Linked DNA regions of Zea mays: region 2 is linked to region 1. A link is a contact called in public Hi-C data. All regions are on one chromosome and are shown on one strand. Each heading gives the region's core, a stretch centred on a gene start, on an enhancer-like site or on the middle of the called end of the contact. The rest is flanking DNA. Distances are from core to core; before and after follow the strand shown. Region 1 holds the start of LOC100276680. Region 2 holds the start of LOC100193709.

The links. A called contact is a pair of places that touch in the nucleus more often than the background predicts.
Region 2: a Hi-C map of ear shows a contact between it and region 1, with 2.6 times the contacts expected there. The contact joins the promoter of LOC100193709 here to the promoter of LOC100276680 in region 1. A contact is called at or near these places in 3 of 25 Hi-C or Micro-C datasets (ear, endosperm and an unstated tissue).

The regions. Positions count from the first base shown.
Region 1 is chr5:68,186,845-68,189,430 of Zm-B73-REFERENCE-NAM-5.0, forward strand. It overlaps LOC100276680, which reads right to left and starts at 1,299. Exons shown (of 1, transcript NM_001196758.1): 1 at 1-1,299. The coding sequence starts at 1,158. The coding sequence ends at 79.
Region 2 is chr5:68,407,007-68,409,592 of Zm-B73-REFERENCE-NAM-5.0, forward strand. It overlaps LOC100193709, which reads right to left and starts at 1,276. Exons shown (of 11, transcript NM_001317198.2): 1 at 1,128-1,276; 2 at 829-1,053; 3 at 613-734; 4 at 469-550; 5 at 291-363; 6 at 102-193; 7 at 1-16. The coding sequence starts at 1,250. LOC100193107 reads right to left here. Exons shown (of 2, transcript NM_001138269.1): 1 at 2,578-2,586; 2 at 1,615-2,030. The coding sequence ends at 1,857.

The DNA of each region.
Region 1 (2,586 bases), core at 49-2,548:
GTTTGCTTAATTATTAGCCATAACTTACCATGCTAGTCTACAATTTGATTCTACAACAAATTGTGTAGCCAAGAATTATCAGCGTTGATATCTTTGTGCAGCAAAGAAGCCAGCAGGAAACCTTGGGTGTGCGGTGCTCCTGGTGCTGCTGCTTCTGCTTCTGAAAGGAGTAAGACCAGCATCCACAGTGCTGGTAGAAGAAGGGTAGTGAACGCTGCGGCTGCGGCGGAGCCAGTCCATGAGGCGAGGCCGGCAATGGTGGACATGCGCATGTCCAACAGAATCACCGGGGAGTGATATCTCAGAAGAGTCCATACCATTCCCAGCTGAAGACACGGAGTGGCTGCCGTTGAGGCGGACACCTTGCGACTGGGACGAAGAGGATCTTGCAATGGCGGCGCCCCCGGGGTGGAGGGCGTATTTTGACCTAGAGGACTCGGAGAAAGATCTGTTAAGCAGATGCCCTCCGGGCTTGGCGAGGACGCCCTTGATTAGCCAGAGTTGGTTCCACCTCAGGCTCCCCGTCCTCCTCTCGACCATGGCAGCGCAATTGCTTCCCGCAGAAGCAGCGGCGTTGTTTGAGTGTGGATTAGCAGGCGCCAGCGTCACACCAGCAGCTGCGGCGGCGGAGGTGGTGGAAGAAGAGGCATCGAGAGACTGACGGGAGGGTAGGCAGGAGGAATGGTTGGCGGCGGCGGCGTCGCAGCAGGCGATCCATTCGCTGCAGGAGTGGCGAAGGGAGCGCTTGCGCTGGAGATGAAACGGCGGATCTTGGGCGTCGCCGCCACTGGTGGAGGTGGCGGCGTCGGTGCCGGTGCCGGTGCCGGTGCCGGTGTCCTGCTCACGCTCGTCTCCTTGGTCCTCTAGCTGGAAGAGACGAAGGAGCGTGGTCCTCCCCCCAACCGCTGGCGGTTCTCCTGTTGTCCCTTTGGAACGGGAACAGGGAGGCAGGAACTCCTCCTCCTCCTCCAGGTCCTGGTGGAAGGGAAGCGAAGGCGGACGAGGCGGCCGGGAAGGGGAGGCCACAACCACACCAATTAGGTTGGTAGCGTGGAGCCTGTCGAGGAGGCAGGCGGAGCAGAAGCCGGTGAAGGGCGGCTCCGACGGGTGCTTGGGGCACCTCCTCCCCGTCCCCGATGCAGCATCGCCATCGCCCATCCGGATGGGATGGAATTAGGTGCTTGGATTGGATCCTTGGGCTAGAAAGGAGGTCAATTGGAGGCTGGATTGGATGCCGGGGATCAAACGGCGAGGTTTGACTAGGGTTTTGACCAGCGATCTGGTGGGTGGAGTGTGAAGTGGGGAACGGCCAGCCAGCTACACGGCTCAGCCAGAGCAACAAGACGAATAGCGGAGAGAGAGAGCCGTTGGGCCGCTGCGTTGCGTCGCGTCGGCATAAGCCACGCTGCCATGTGGGCCCCGTTAGCAGGATAGAATTCGCTTATACCGTTCCAATCCAAGGACAAGTATTTAACTAACTAGTCATTTGATTCACCGTTTGGCTTACACCATACCAAGTTAGGGATGAAAGTGATAATCCGAACTGTTAGGACAAATTTAATATTTTAAAATAGATATGTATAAAATTTAATGTTGATCTTTTCTTATGTCATCAAGCACATTAGTACAAATATGAATAAAATATTACATAAATTGTTTTATGTATTATTTGGTCCCTACAACACAAATAGCTGAAAAAATTACCGAATTTGTTTCCGAATCCATGCCAAAGTTTATATCTATTATTTATGAAAATATAGGATGAATTTAAGGTTTATCTTTTATAAATCTTTACAAGTTGGATGTTAAAAATAAGAATACAAATTTGTATTGTAGATTCTATATCCTATTTATTCGCAATCAAAGAAAAACAACTAAAAAACTCATTACCGAATAAATACCATTTTGACCATTTTCATCCCTATAATACCAAGGCTCTCTTTTAGTTCAGTTAAGAGCATATCCAATGTTCTAGGTAAAAAAACATGTTGAAGTCGGTTCTCGCTAACTTCTTCCTGCGCCATCGCGTTCGGCGTCTTCTCTCCCTCGCTAGCCATATTTGTCTGGGGCTTTAGGGCATGTTTGGTTTGTGGCTAACTGTGCCACACTTTGTCTAAAGTTAGTCGTTTGAATTGAATAACTAACCTTAGTCAGAAAAGTTATGCAAAGTGGGGCAAGTTAGGCATCAATCAAACAGACCCGGTGGAAGTTACCCATTCCTGTGCTGCTTCTCCTTCTCGCGTCTTCGGCACCACCACGACGTGCCCGCGATGTGCCGCTTCCGCGACCATCTCACGCCGCCGCAACCACCCCACTGCCGTCTCTGGTTCTCTGGCCACCGGGAAGCATTCAGTGCCGCCGCGAGCAACTAGATCCGCTCCACCACACCCATCCGCTAGCGTCGCTGTGTTCCCACGGCACCAGGAACAATCCCGCACCGTCGTGGCTGTCATCCCGCACCGCCACAAACAACACACAACCTCTGTATTCCATCGCCCACGTTTAGCCATGAATATACCTCCGCGTCCTAGTTCATCGGTGAGTGAAGAAATTGGCATGTTCAACACGACATCCACAGAGATTGGT
Region 2 (2,586 bases), core at 26-2,525, 220 kb after region 1:
CCGGATGCAGACTTATCTGCCGCCAAACGAAACAAGCAAACTCAAACAAAACAATATGATAATGGAATGGTCAGATTAATTAATGGACTGCTGAATCTGACCACGTCAGCCTCCCTGAGGACATCCTCCATGGTGGCGGCCCTCTTCCAGGTGACAGGCTCCTCACCGTTTGCTTTGAGGAACTGCCCATATGCTGGAGGTAGGAGTGCAATGCACAGATCGAGCAAGCAGATTAGTATATATCTGTGCCAGTGACATGCATGGTATAGGTACGTAGCATTCTTGCTTGCCTGTGACGAAATTCTCAAGACGTGTGGCCTGATACAGGTCGTAGTAGATGAGGTTCATCTTGAAACCCTCAATCTGGTATGAATGGCAATTAGCTTGAATACCAATCCAATAGAGAGAGAGAGAGAGAGAGAGAGAGAGAGAGAGAGAGAGAGAGAGAGAGGATAGGAAGTAGTGTACCATCATGCGTGCATAGGCGGAGCCAATGCGACCAGCTCCAATGACTCCAACAGTTTGGCCCTTGAGCAGGTTGCCAACGAACCTGCGACAATACATTGTTATTGTTGCATTTGCAGGAGTATATGAGGAAGCAGAGGGACTGACAGGTGTGGGAGCCATCCGTCATAGAGGCCAGCCCTCATGAACTGGTCAGCCTCGACGATCCTCCTGGCTGCCGCCAGCGAGAGGGAGGCGGCGAGCTCAGCCGTCGTCTCCGTCAGAACGCCCTGTGGTTTTGATTGGGGTTGGGGTTTTGGTTTTGGTTTCAATTCAACAACAAACAGAAGCAGAAGCAGCAGCAACAAACAGAGACTCACTCACCGGCGTGTTGCCGATTGCGATGCCATTCCTGTTGGCAGCCTCGACATCGACGTTGTTGTAGCCGACGGCCATGTTGCTGAAGACCGTGCCTCCGGCGCGCTTGAGCGCAGAGAAGAGCACGTCCCCCCAGTCCTCGGTGAGCTGTCCAATGACGCCGTCGCAGCGATCGCCGATGAGCGCCAGGATGTCGTCCACGGAGAGGATGGTCTTGTGCTCGGTGCATATCTGCCAACAGGGACGGGGACAGGGAAGGGTCAGGTTCGTTTGGTGCAGAATTGAACAGGACAAGAAGAAGAAACCTCAAGGCGGCAGTCGTTGTCGGTGAGCAGGCGGATCCATCGTGTGCCCGGCATGGACTTGGTGCTCACCACGCGGTACTTGCCGCTGGGGTTCCACACCTGGATGGAGACGGGCTTCGCCATGGCTGCACCTGCAGAGAGGTTCTCTCTCTCTCTCTCTCTCTCTCTCTCTCTCTCTCTCTCTCTCTCTCTCTCTCTCTCTCTCTCTCTCTCTCTCTCTCTCTCTCTCTCTCTCTCTCTCTCTCTCTCTCTCTCTCTCTCTCTCTCTCTCTCTCTCTCTCTCTCTCTCTCTCTCTCTCTCTCGCCGGCCTTATCAGGGGGCGGGCAGACAGGCGCCAGAAATTTCATTTTCGTTTTCTCCTCCTTTTAAGATAGGAAGGGTGGTGGATAACAGACAAGTGGCCGGCCTTATCAGCATTTCCCTTATCTCCTTGACAACCACGAGTAGACCGTTGGCACAACAACCAGCCATGGAGGCAAATCATCATAAGATCCACTTTTATATATGTATTATGAGATATTAACTAGTAACAAGTCCAGACAGACGAACTAGCACCCACCAGCTTGACATACATCCAATCCAAAAAAGGATACAACCATCACGACCATTATACTACTATTTCACTACTATTTCGTAAGTAGATAGACTAGCATTGTAGAGTGCAGTGCAGACATCCATCTGTTCTTGTAAAAGAACCACCACCATCACCAGGGAAAGGAAGACAACAATCACTCGAAGGCCCACTGGTTCTCCATGCGGATCTCATCCTCCTCCTCTTGGGTGAAGTCGTTCTTGATGCTGAATGTCTTGCGGATCTCCTCCGGAGTCTTGCCCTTGATCATGTCAGCAACCGTCTGGCAGGTCAGGTCCAGCAATCCCTTGATGTTCAGATAGTTGGCAGCCTGAAAATACAGTTCCATTATGTCAACCAGCAATGGCAGAAAATAACACAAATCACGTCCAATTACATGTGGATTGAAGTGTATTGGAATGAATTTGGATGGATTTAAACCGACTCAATACCACCCAATCCACGTGGCGGTCAAACGAACAATCCCCAAAGTGTGCAAAAGTCGCAAGTACAAGCCAAATTCTGTCTGACTAGCTAGTTAAATTATCTCACTGCAAACCAAATATCATCCCCGCCTGTAGCTAGCTTGATACGGGTGCATTGTTGTTACGAATAATAGCAACAGCATGATTTATCAACAGTGTTCCTAGCCACATCACAGTTTTTGTGGTTGATTGATTCCAGAGCAGCAGGGGCTAGTACAACATCTCTTATGAGATAAAAAAAATTGATTGGTTACGGACCTCCACCACGACGCACAACCAATCAATCAATATATACTGATCTAATCCGAACCCTAGAAAGACAGTAGCAGATCTAATCTAACCTATACATAGACAGGAATCGCAAAAGAAGCAAGGGGAGGGGAGGTTACCGACCAGGATGAG